Regions from separate parts of the Sus scrofa genome. Here regions 2 and 3 are each linked to region 1. The links are chromatin contacts, called in public Hi-C and promoter capture Hi-C maps. All regions are on one chromosome and are shown on one strand. Each heading gives the region's core, a stretch centred on a gene start, on an enhancer-like site or on the middle of the called end of the contact. The rest is flanking DNA. Distances are from core to core; before and after follow the strand shown.

Region 1 (4,284 bases), core at 828-3,327:
GCATTTGAAGCAAAGTCTCTCTGACTCCAGAGCAGGTTGAGGAGATGATCTAGAGTGACTTCCTGCCTCACTGTATGGTCAGGATGGAGCGTGCTTGCCTGGGGGAACACTCTGAGGCTTCTTTCTTCCCTTTATTTCTTAAAACTGTTGGATCAACAGGGGATCCCACTAACCTTTCCCAGCAAAGAAGGACCATTTTTGTCAGTGGTTATATGAGCTGCCCTCCCAGCTGGTACCTTCAGATCCCAAGTCCCTGTTCTTCTGCCATCTCAGTTCCTGGAAAAACAACTCAAAGCTTGAGTCAGACACTCCATATATTGTTCAAGGATCTTCTCTGTAACATTGTTTATGACAACAAGAAATTATAACATGAACGCCTATCAACAGCAGGAGTAGTTCAATAGTACCACCACACACACACACACACACACACACACACACATTTTTTTTTTTTGTCTTTTTATTTGAGGGCTGCATCCGCAGCAGCATATGGAGGTTCCCAGGCTAGGGATCAAATCGGAGCTTTGGCTGCCTGGCAAAACCACAGCCACAGCAACATCAGATCCAAGCTGAGTCCTACACCACAGCTCACCGCAACACCGGATCATTAACCCACTGAGCGAGGCCAGGGATCGAACCCTCTTCCTCATGGATACTAGTTGGATTTGTTACCACTGACACAATGGGAACTCCAGTATCACCATATATATATGATGGAGTGTCATACCCATGCAGCTGTGATGACAGAAGGCCCAAGTATGTTGTTAAAGAGAAAAAGCAATTTAAGTGTATGCACAGGCAAAGGAAATTAATTGAAGGACATTTATTCATTCAACAAATATTTGTTAAACTTAAAACATTTAACTTTTAATAAATTTATTAACAGGGTTTGTTTACATGTGAGGAATGGGTCTGAGGGAAAAGCAGTAATTTGTACTTTTTGGTAACCTTCTGTATATATTTAAAAACCAAGAGAATTACTTTGTATAAAGTCAAGGTAAAAGGAAGTTTGAGAAAGCAAGTAGAAATATATAAAAGGTACTTCACTAGAAAGTGAGAGGGACATACAGAACTTGTAACAAATTTTTTTCTCTTCAGTTCTGTAAATGAGGATGGCAAGAGGCGCATTCTACTTTTAGTGCAGGTGGGAACTTACTCTACAACCGGAAAAAAACTGGGTCTGATGATAAACCGAATACCGCTTAACTTCTGCAACCCAGGTCTTCCTACCACGTGATTTGGAAAAGTGGTGTATCTGTAGATGGTGTGAAATTGAAGCTGCAGGAGCTGCTGCTGTCGATCTGCGGGGTTCGTCACCTCCCAGGCTCAACGTCATGTTGGACAGGACCCTGAATCTGGTATCACCCACCCCGTTTTATCAACAAGGCAACTCAAGCTCCAATAGGTCTCTGGGCTAGGATGGGACTTCTCCCCAGCACTGACGTCAAAGCCATACACCTAACACGTTACTCCCCAGCGGGCGACTCCGGTCCTGTACACACCGCAGCCTCCAGCCGCCTCGGCGTCCTGTCCATAGGCTCGGGAGACGGTAGGGGGCCGGAGCTAGCACCCCGGAGGCGGCGTCCACGCAGAAGGGGGCGGAGTGTCCGAGTCCCCAGCCCCGAGAAACCGGGAGCTCGGCGTAAGCCCCGCCCCAGCGGTCACTGCCAGTCTTTTCCTCTCCGCAGCGCTTGCGGGTCTTGAAGATGAAGGAGCGGGTCTTTTCCGGGCCACGGCCGGACTTCTTCCTCATTCTAGGCTTCTTCCAATTAGGGTTCCACCGCAGCTCTGCTCTCCGAACCCTCCAGGCCGCGGGCTGCGGGCTGCGGGCGGCGGCGGCTGCTGTGATCGGCGAAAAGACGCAGGAAAGGCCAGCCCTCGCCCGCGGGACTCTGCCTGGGCGCACGCGCAGTGCGTGAGCGCGGAGAGGGCGCGGCTGGCTGCGGCCGCGGCTGCGCAGAGGCGGGGACAGGCGCTGCGCCTGCGCAGTGGCGGGGCGGGGCGGGAAGGAGGGAGGCGGTGGCAGCGGCGGCGGCTGCTGAAGAGGAGGAGGAGGAGGAGGGGGAGCGGAGGGAGGTGTTTCTGTCAGTTCCGGCTGTTTGTTCGGGAAGTGGATCCGCCGCTGCCGGAGCAGCCCGGAGGGAGCTGCGGATCGCGAGGCCAGCACCGACCCCGCCCGCCCGCGCGCGCCTCCCCCGCCCGCCATGGCCCGGGACTACGACCACCTCTTCAAGCTGCTCATCATCGGCGACAGCGGTAAGGGCCGCGGCGGCCGGAGGCGGCGTGGGCCCTGCCGGGCGCGGCCCGCAGGGGCCTCGGGGCGGGCAGACTGGCGGGGAGGTGCCGGCCCGCGCGGGGCGGGTGGGGCAGCCGGCGGCTGCAGGGGCGCGCGGAGGGGCTCGGGGCGGCTCCGAGGTGAGGCTGGGGCGCGGGGATACGGAGCCGAGGGGCCGGGTGCGCGGGGCTCGGGGCTGGGCTCCCGGTCCACTGGTCGCGCCGGCCCCTGCCTCACGTGTGACCTTGGTCAAGTCGCGCGGTGTCTGGAGTTGGAGGGACCCAGGTTCGAGTCTCGGGACTACTAGCTTCCTCATTCTGACCTTGGGCGAATTGTTTCGCCTTTCCGAGCCTCAGTTTCCTCATCTGAGAATTGGGGACTTGCCTCGTAGGGTGGTGTGAGTATTGGATGAGATAAAGCTGGAAAAGTGCTTAACACTCGACCTGGTGGAGTGAGCTAGCTCTAGGTAGATGTTAGCAATCGATGTGGTTATCAGTAGCCTTTGGAAGCTTCAGTTTCATCCTCTGTAAAATGGGGATATTCCCAGAACCTTCCTCATGAGATTCCTGTGAGGTTTAAATGAAGTAAGACAGGTAAAGCACTTCACTCAAGGACTGGCACATTCCTGCTGAATTATTATCTCTGTATGCTTCCGTTTCCTCATCTGTAAAAATGAAATAGTAGTACGATCTGCCTCACTGAGCTGATTGAGTATTCAGTGAGATATTGCACACACTATGTTGGGAAAAGTGTCTGACACATAGTGAGTTCTTAGTATATGTTTGCTGTTACGTATTGTACACTAGATGCTAGACAGATATTGGAGGTGGGTCTGCCAACATTACAAAAGTGCTTTGACCGTTTATACACTCCTAGAGAGCTTGGGGCAGTGCTCACTCTCCAGTGGCTAGTGCAGTGCCTGGCACCCAGTAGGTGCCTAATATATATTTGTCGAATGAATGAATGAATGAATATCAAGTACCCTCGGAAAAGCTAGTCTGGTTTCTGAGAAAGGGTGGAGGGTTTTTAGAGGTGTTTGGAGTGCGGCAGGTAAGCAGGTTTATTAAAGGGGTGACCAAGAGGTCAGGGAAGCAGGCCCCAGGAGGTTTCTGGGAGCGTAGCTGAGGCCCTGGGACTTTATGATGGGGAAGGAGGCTTGGGAAAGTGCCAAGTTTATAGACCAGACTTGAGTTGAATGTGGGCATCGAGGTCATGTGACTGGAGGCAGAGGCCAGGTTGGTGGTGGAGCTCATGGATTATTAAGGAAAGAGGGGAAATCAAAGGTGTTGTCAGTAACTGATGTGGCGGTGTTGTGACAGCTGGGCCAGGAAAGTGGGTGGGTTTTGGTCTTGTTGTGGAGCTGGATTGGGACGGGGCTGATGGTTTGGATAAGGTGAAGGGTATCTGGGGTTTCTGTGATTGCTGGTGGAAGGGAGAAAAGTTAGGGGCTAACTAGGGAGATGAAGAGTAGCTGTGGCTGACAGAGGAGTTAGGAAGGTGGAGTGGTTTGAATGAAAGAAAACTAGAGAAGCTGTAGCCTTGCTTTTGGAGAAGGCCTATGGTGTTTCATGGGGTCCTGAGGCTTATGCCTTTCAGGATTTGATTTCAGCCCTCACCTTGGTTCTCAGGGGCTGGCACAGGGTGATTTCTGTCCTTTTGGAGTTAGTCAGCCCACCATAGTCAGGTCCTTATCCTTCTACAAGACATCTGAGGCCTGTGTGTTGATATTCAGAAATGGATAGCTCAGCAAGAAGATGCAACTTTTTGGCTTTTCTCCCCCAAGAAACCCAGGAGATGGTTTTGGCCACCTATCTCGCTGTACGTTTTGCATGGTGTATTGATTTTTCACTCAGAAGTCATGTGTGGAAGAAAACTCACTGGGTCAAGATTTATGTGATCTGGTTCCTGGTTAAGCCTGAGCATATAGGACTGTATGTGTAGAGGAGATGGATCCTTTGCAGTTTAATTTCTCTTGACAGCTGATACTCAAAGCCCAGTGCTTTTGAAGC
Region 2 (4,284 bases), core at 713-3,212, 450 kb after region 1:
TTCAAAACCTACTTCTAAACTAGTCATGACTAGGAGCTCCAGTCATGGCACGGCAGAAATGAATCTGACTACGAACCATTACGTTGTGGGTTTGATCCCTGGCCTTGCTCAGTGTGTTAAGGATCTGGCGTTGCTGTGAGCTGTGGCGTAGGTCACAGACTAGGCTTGGATCCTGAGTTGCTGTGGCTGTGGCCGTGGCCGGCAGCTGTAGGTCCGATTTGACCCCAGCTTGGGAACCTCCATAATGCTGCAGGTTCAGCCCTAAAAAGCAAAATAAATAAACTAGTCATGACTAGAAAGTCCCTCCTGATCGATCATACTAAATAGATGTACTCAAAGCATTTTATATACTCAAAATGGATAATAGCTCCTTATTGACTTCAAGGCAAAACATAAATTAGTTTCATTTTCAAGATTTTTTCCTACTTGGGCTTAAAACTGTCTTACTACCTACTGTTTTGAGAACTCCCTCAAGCCAAGCTGATCATTCCCCCAAAGTATCATGATGATTTCCACTTCTGCTCCTTTTTACTTGTTCTCCACCCAAAACGATCTTCTTTCCAAGGCTTAACTCCATTTCCACCTTCATGAAGCCTTCTTTAACCATCTTAGCTCACAGTGATTATCCCCTCCTCTAACTTCTATCATTTGTCTATGTGTCTTACTTTAATAATTTATTAGTGCAAACTCCAATAAATTTTTCTGAACCTCTCTAAAGCACATTTACTAGACACATGTAATGGTTTACTTGGTGCTAAATTCCTTATAAAGTATTACACAATTTATTCCCTTCTTTTCACATCCATCTTCTTTATTCCCAAGTAACAGCAAATCTAAAGTCATTCTTCTGGTTAAAACCTCTGATGGCTCCAAACCCTTTCGCTTGATGAGACCCTTCACCACGTGCCTCAGTTCATTCACAGATTCATCATGTCCCCCCCCCCTTATTAGAACCATCATCTGCTATTTGCCTTGTAAGTAAACACCTCCTCTTCTTTCTAGATCCAGCTCAAAAGTCACCTCCTGTCTATTACTTTCCCTAACACTACTGAGCGGGACTGACTGAATTACCATTTATGCTTTCATGAGCCTGTAATACAGTCTTATTTTCTACCAATTACACTGTAACGTTTCTATTACTATTTCCATGACTCCTCCTGCCCCACCACTGAGTTCGTTCAGTACAGAGTTCGGTCTCATTCATCTCCATTCTGCATTCCTGCAAGCAAACCTGGGATCTAGTATAAACTATATGCTGAACAAACACCTGTTCAACAGAATTATTAGGACTTTAAAAATAAGGGAAGCCTATTTTTATGAGCCTGGAGCCTCCCTGGTGAAGCACGCACCACAGAGTAAGCCTCATATAGGGCTGGTCAGGGGTAGGGGAGGCCCTGACAGCCAAACTGACAAGAGCCTCGTCTCACACACCAGCTCAGCTACCGCCTAAGGGTGGGAGCCGAATACGACTGAATGAACATAATATCGTGCCAACTAAGAGGCAGTAGCACAGTCAGACGGCCTGACAGACTAACCAAAGGTAGTAGCACATCCCAACCAAAGGCAAGAAGAAATGCTGGCCGGCTTCGTCATCTTCGAAGAGAAGGAAAGACGCGACCCAAGGGCCATAAAAACGCCGAGCACGCGCTTCGCGCCACTCCTCTGGCGGAGGATGACGGGAAAGGGGCAGGCCAGCTGAAAGCCTCGCAGAGAGCGCGTGCGCGGCAGTCCTTCCGCCCCCTCCTCCTCCGCCCCCTCCTCCTCCCTCCCCTCCTCCTCCGCCCCCTCCCCCACACGCCCCCTCCTCCTCCGGCCCCTCCCCCACACGCCCCCTCCTCCTCCGGCCCCTCCCCCACACGCCCCACACTATCAACCCCCTCCCCGCCACTTGGCCCCGCCCAATCACCCTAGGCCCCAGCTGGCTTTCGCCGAGTACGCACGCGCAGCAGCTCCATTTCCCCCCTCTCCCCTCACGAGGCCCCACCCTCTCACCCTAGGCCGCCGAGAGCCTGCCGGCTAGTACACGTACGCGCGCCGGAGTCGGCCCTCCTAGACACGTGACTCCCGACTCCACGCTTCCTCTGCTTCAGCAGCTACTGCCAGAATAAGGCGTTATGGCTTCCGCCATTCCCCACGCTGCTTGTCTCTCTCCACTCTTTCCCCTTCTCCTGTTCCTCCTGTTTCTCTCTGCTCCGCAAGGCGGCAGCGGCCTGCACACCAAGGGCGCCCTTCCCCTGGATACAATTACTTTCTACAAGGTAACGCGGCGGGGGACATCGCGCGCAGGTGCAGCCAGAGCTCCTAGGGCAGCGCCCACCCGTGGGGGACGCTGGGTACAGCTAGCTGGCGGGAGGTGGTCTGTAGCAATGATCTCGTGGGTTCCCACCGCCTTGCAGGGCTGGTGGACTTTGGGCCGAGGCCGTATCTTGGCCTTGGAGCATGCATGATCCATGGTCACCACGCACCTTTGCCTTTGCAATATTTATACTTGCTTCCTCCTTTGCAAAAGAACTGCAGAAATGGAGCTGAGGGAGCAGGGTGCCCCTTCCCATCACCTGTGGGAAGAGGGAGGTGCCAGGTGAGCCCAATCCTCGGGTCCAAAGTAGAGAAACCTGGAGGGCAGTTCGAAGCGGACGCCACTGTGTTGGGCAGGGGTGGAAACCCTGCTTGTTAACCTGCACTTCAGCGCCCCTCTTTCCTTGGCATGGATTTCAGCCACTGTCCAGATATTCTGCCTCTCCATAAAAAGTGCAAGCTTTGAGAATAAGCTTCAGTTCAACCACTCTGTAGTGAATGTCTTGGGCCTGGTGGCAAAATCGGGTCAAGACTTGGAAGGATTAGCTACAATCCCCACCTCCGTATTCACAGAATTGGGGTCCTGGCCTCGGTACGTGGAAGGTGGAAATATGGAAAGCTGAATGCAGTCCCAGTCCCCTGATCTTTCACCTTTCTTCACCCACTGGCACCTTAACTTCACCTGTGAGACGGGCGAGCTAAGTGTTGAGAGAGAACCAGGCGTTTTATTTTAGTCCATGCTCATTGCTGGGAAGTGAAACCAAGAAGTATCTATCTATCTCAAGTGATTGAACTCTTCCCCTTTTCGAAAGGGTTCCTGTTCCTGAAGTTGGTACCTGTGACTCATTCAAGGCAAATTTTCAAGAATGTAAAAGTGTAGGTGTATGGAGTTGCCATTGTGGCTCAGCGATAATGAACCCAACTAGTGCCCAGAGGATGTGGGTTCGATCCCTGGCCTCGCTCAGTGGGGTAAGGATCCAGTGCTGCCAGTGAGCTCTGGTGTCGTGATATCTGGTGTTGTTGCGGCTGTGGCGTAGGCCGGCAGCTGCAGCTCCAGCTCCAATTCCACCCCTAGTCTGGGAACCTCCGTATGCCGCATTGCGGTCCTAAAAAGAAAAAAAAAAAAAGTGTAGGTTGGCTGGCTGGTTGTCAGGCACACGCCACAGCAGAGCCCTTTGGAGGTCTTTATTGGCAAAGTGACACCCCTACCACCCATAGGTGAAAATGAGATAACGTGACAAACCAAGTGTGACTCAGGGAGAAACTGCACTGTTGCTGCGTCTCCATCTTTACAGCTACCACAATAGCCTCAGTGGCCTCCCTGTTTTTACTCTTGAGCTTAGGGTATTTACACAGTACCCTAAGTCCTACATGATCTGAGCCTTGCTTCCTTCTCTTCTAATCTAACCATTCTCCTCTTTGTCCTCTCTGCTCCAGCCACAGGTATCACACATCTGTCCTTTGGCAATTCCTAGCTCATTACTTACTGCCTTAGGCCCTCTGCACTGGCAGATCTTTGTGACTATAACATTCTTTGCTCAAACTTTGTTTTTTTGTTTTTGTTTTCTTTTTAAGGCCGTACCTGCAGCATATGGAAGTTCCCAGGCTAGGGGTTTAATCAGAGCTGCAGCCATTGGTGTATGCCCCAGCCACAGCAACACCAGATCCGAGCTGTGATGCAACCTACACCATAGCTCATGGCAGGGCTGGATCCTTAACCCACTGAGAGAGGCCAGGTATTGAACCCGAATCCTTATGGATACTAGTTGGGTTCTAACCTGCTGAGCCACAACAGGAACTCACCTTTGGTCAATCTTCGAAAAGCTGGTTGCTCCTCATCATTCAGGCTTGCCTTTAATGTTACTTTCTCAGATTTTCCCCTCCCCCAGTTTAAGTGCCACTCACAAAACCCTGTTTGATTTCACTGTAGAGCATTCATTACTGACCTTTTTTCCTTGTCTAGTGTATCATTCCTCTCTCACACTAGAG
Region 3 (4,284 bases), core at 594-3,093, 310 kb before region 1:
ATTCTTAGAATGAAAGAATGTTCCCCAGCTTTTTATCGCCTACATAGTGCATTAATGCAAACATACTTGCAATCTGATCTGAGCTGGGAACAACAGGGGTTGGGGAGGTAAAAGTCAGAAAGGACAGCCTCAAAAATAGTGCTTTGTTATTGTGGTAATTACACCATCATTAACTTCTAGAATATTCTTATTCATTAACAGCAGGTGACATCAACAGTTCTAGTTTATGTTTTTGTGTCTTAACATAACTATCCTACTGTATGACATGCACCCCCAGGTCCAAGAAAATAATATTTAGCGCAAAATACTGCCCTGTAACTCATTCCAGGATCATGTGAAAAGACTTCTAAACAACAAAGCCTCAATTAGCATCTAATCCGCTGTGGGTTAAAATTTTAAGTGGACAAGACACTTGGCTCTCCACTGTCCCTATAAAGAATGATGAAGAACCTGACAGCCAACTGAGCAAATTTTATTTTTAATGTCAATAGCCCTTCTGCTTCCATCTATACTGATGGTGCTAATCTACTACCTGGTTCTCAAATATAGCAAATTGCAGCCACAAATTTTCCAGAGCCCACCCTCGAGTGTTAATTTTTCACTTGGTTACCCTAGGCAGAGGCCAAAACTAATCTTTCTCTATGAAAGTCTTACAAGTCTCTGGTGAGTTAGGCAAAATTTGGCTACTCTTGTACTTCAGCAGGGACATCTTTTAGATTAAGGGGAAAAACATTCTTATAAACTAGACCAATGCATGCCTGCCTTTGTCAAAAGATATTTATTTCTGTTCCATCTGAAGTCTTTCATCGTCTCATTCCCCACTGGAACCCTCCCACGGCTTAGGCTGCCAGCTTCCTTCCCTTCTAGAAAACAGAGCTCGAGAAGTTGGCAGGCCTGCCAGCTTTCTACAGACTGCCATTTACCAATCCCCCACCATCACTACCACCCACTTTCCCCTCAACTGCCGACTGACTCCCCACTGGAGGTTGGCAAGATCTCCCTCCGGTCCTGCTGGAAACACCCACGCAGCTCCCCCCTCCCAAACACCCAGATGGATCCTCCGCGCAGCAATCACGGAGAAAGGAGAGCCGCTGCTCCCTGATCCTAGAAACCGTTGCTAGGTGGCGCTTTACCCGCGGAGCTGGGTAATAAAAAAACTTCGGGCGCTCAGGGTCTAATATTCAGGAGAAGCGCAAAAATCATGTGCATCCTTTTCTAGAAACCTCTATACCCGCGCTGCCTTGTGTGCCCCCAGGATCTCTGCAGCGTGCTGGGTCGCAGGATCAAGGAGATGGAACTAGATTGTTACTCTCCCCAGCTGTGCGTAAACTCCCCGAGCCCCCAGCCCGCGCTCTGTCCTCACCTTCTTGATATGGGCCGCAATGTCCTTCTCTATATTATATTTCTCCAGTGCCTGAGTAGCACACTCCACCGAATCCTGTTGCATCTCCTCCGACATATCGGCATTTTTGATCACGGCCTTTCGGTCACACATGGTTACCTGGGGGGCAAGGCCCGGGCAAAGGGTAAGGAATTGAGGTGTCGGCTGCGTCTGCAAAGCGCCTGCTTCCCAGGCCCGCTCTGCCCGCCCCACGCCACCCCGGGACGACGCCCCCCACCCCGCCTCTCAGGAAGCGCCGGCCGCGCGGACCGAAGAAGCCCTGCGGGGGACGAAGCCAGGTAGCGGAGTACCCCCTCCCGAGCCTTACCAAGTAGCAGCGGCTGGCCGACTGCAACGGTCTCCTGGGGGAGGGGCTGCGGAGGATCAGACCCGTCGGGAGAGGCGGTCGCTACCGAAGCCGTGGCGCATCTAAGCAGCCCCACTCCAGCCGCCGCCGCCTAGTGCCTAAGCCCCGCCCTGTTCCCGCCGGCCCCGCCCCCCGCCGAACGCCCCTATTGGCTTGACTCAGCCCCTAAGACTCTCCCATTGGCCCAGGGACTGAATGGTTCCCTCAGGATCTTTCTCCTGCATTTTGTTGCAGACCACAATGCACCGCTCTCGGCGTCCGTTGCCCCGGCAATGGGCCACACGCGGTGCGGGCCCAAACACCCCTAAGGTGGTGCAGTGGCTGAGTAGCGAGGACCACCCAGCGGCTAGGGTAGTCGAAGGGGTTGTCCTCCCAAACCAAGAGAAGTGATTCTCAATTTACAGAGGTTGTCCCAGGGTGTGTTCTCCAATAAGGATAGTCTTGGGAAGTTGGGTATCCTACATTCCTCCCTACCTCCACCCCACGTCAAAAGGATTTTCCGATTCTGAGGTAGCGATTCCCTTCATTGAAAAGGTATCTGTGAGGGGAGGCAGGGCCGGCTTCGTGGGGAAGTGACCAGTGCAGTCGCAGAAGAGGAGCCTCGGGGTTTGGTTTTATGCTCTGTGATCTCATTCTTGAAATTCTTATTAATTTGTCTTAAAAAGGGACGCCACATTTTCATATTGCATTGGGCCAGCCAGACTTACTCTGAAACATGGCGGCAGTGGGGGGTTGTGGTTTGGAAGTCCTGAAGAATGAGAGAGGGTTTCCTTGTGAATTAAGAGATTATCCGCAAGAGTGGGGCCTCCCTGCTGGGCAATGCTAACTTCCTTTTAAGGGGATGGAGGACCTTCCCAATGGATTTGGAAGTGTTAATCCTGAGTGTGTGTGTCAAGGGTGGGGCATCTTGCTCAGATGAGGCCATCTTTCCTGTGGGAGTTTCTTGGTGGAGATTTATCTCTGGGGCCAAAGTGGATAGAAAGGCATCCCTCAGAGGTATTTTCTCTAGTTTAGGAAGACTAACTGCTTAAGTGGTTAGAAAAAGCAAGGGGGGATTGGGGAGCAGGGTCAGTCATTTACTAGCTGTTTGAACCTCAGTTTTCTAATCGGAAAAGGGGGACTAAATATAAAAGGAAACCACTTAATATGCTTGTTGAGAATATTAAATAAACTAATGCATTTGAAATTCTTAGCACTACTTGGGGCACATAGTAAGGGTTGGAAGAATCTCACCAGTAACTGTCAGCTTATGGAACAGTTACGGCAAGGGCAAGGTTTTCAACAACCAACACTTAAATGCCTAAAATGGGGGGGAGGGGGTCGTTTGCTTTTTGTTCTTTTGGTTTTCTTGCTTTTTAGGGCTTCACCTGCGGCACATGGAAGTTCCCGGGCTAGGGGTCAAATTGGAGCTACAGCTGCCAGCCTACACAACAGCCACAGCAACTTGGGATCCGAGCCAAGTCTGCAACACACACCACAGCTCACCACATCGCCAGATCTTTAACCTACCAAGCAAGGCCAGGGATCAAACCCACATCCTCATGGATACTAGTTGGGTTCACAAAGAGAATTCCACCTTTAATGTGTTTTAGAACTTCCGTAAACAAGTTATCAATTTAATAACGCAATCAGAAGCTTTGTTTACATTTTTGCCTGTTTCTACTTGACCACTCAGTCTCATTAACCCAGAGACTTACAATTTGATCAGAGGCACACAGATGGGAATAACAGAAACTCAGGTACAATTTATGCATATCAGTAAAATCAAATTAAGAGGCTCTTCCCAATTTCAGGTTTCCAGTAGTGGAATTATGGATTTGAGGAGTTAAAGGATGGGTCACTCCTGAAGAAGAAGTTGAAAGTAGTTCTATGCGTCACTCCTGAGGAAGAAGTTGGATGGCTGGGTTAGTGCTCCTACCTGACTTGTGCGTATGGTTCAGAGCTATGGAATCTGATGTGATGCCAGACAGGCCTTTACTTTTCATGTATATATATATATATATATATATATATATATATATATGGAAAAATATAAAATCCCTCTGATCTATGGCTTGGCCAGCTTCTCCTTGTTTGAATAGGAGCTGAGAGTATTTAAAGGGGATGAGGTCATAAGAACGGCAGCTGTGTACTGAGTGGTTGCTTACGGCCAAGTGCTTCTCATTCAGTCAGTTATTCCTCATAGCAGCTGTGACTGGGACCCCTATCCTCCCACCTCCCTCTTGGCATAACATCTGCTCATTTAGATTTGAGCTCAAATGCCTCCTTTCCTAAAGAACCATCTCTACTCACCTTCTTTTTTTTTTTTTTTTTTTTTTTGTCTTTTGTCTTTTTGTTGTTGCTATTTCTTGGGCCGCTCCTGCGGCATATGGAGGTTCCCAGGCTAGGGGTCGAATCGGAGCGCTGAGCGCTGTAGCCGCCGGCCTACGCCAGAGCCACAGCAACGCGGGATCCGAGCCGCGTCTGCAACCTTCACCACAGCTCACGGCAACGCCGGATCGTTAACCCACTGAGCAAGGGCAGGGATCGAACCCGC

The links. Promoter capture Hi-C pulls out the DNA fragments that hold promoters and counts their contacts. Hi-C and Micro-C count contacts between places; a contact is called where the count stands out from the background.
Region 2: a promoter capture Hi-C map of liver shows a contact between it and region 1, with 1.9 times the contacts expected there. The contact joins the promoter of TMEM116 here to the promoter of RAB35 in region 1. A contact is called at or near these places in 2 of 5 promoter capture datasets (fetal liver and liver), 1 of 47 Hi-C or Micro-C datasets (skeletal muscle) and 1 of 2 datasets of contacts at active chromatin or transcription factors (alveolar macrophages).
Region 3: a Hi-C map of liver shows a contact between it and region 1, with 8 times the contacts expected there. The contact joins the promoter of DYNLL1 here to the promoter of RAB35 in region 1. A contact is called at or near these places in 3 of 47 Hi-C or Micro-C datasets (liver, mesenteric adipose tissue and skeletal muscle).

The regions. Positions count from the first base shown.
Region 1 is chr14:40,139,054-40,143,337 of Sscrofa11.1, reverse strand. It overlaps RAB35 (RAB35, member RAS oncogene family), which reads left to right and starts at 2,077. Exons shown (of 6, transcript NM_001243291.1): 1 at 2,077-2,256. The coding sequence starts at 2,205.
Region 2 is chr14:39,693,417-39,697,700 of Sscrofa11.1, reverse strand. TMEM116 (transmembrane protein 116) reads right to left here and starts at 1,962. Exons shown (of 12, transcript XM_021074212.1): 1 at 1,941-1,962. It overlaps ERP29 (endoplasmic reticulum resident protein 29), which reads left to right and starts at 1,953. Exons shown (of 3, transcript XM_003483432.3): 1 at 1,953-2,258. The coding sequence starts at 2,115.
Region 3 is chr14:40,453,513-40,457,796 of Sscrofa11.1, reverse strand. It overlaps DYNLL1 (dynein light chain LC8-type 1), which reads right to left and starts at 1,843. Exons shown (of 3, transcript NM_001195114.2): 1 at 1,710-1,843; 2 at 1,364-1,501. The coding sequence starts at 1,495.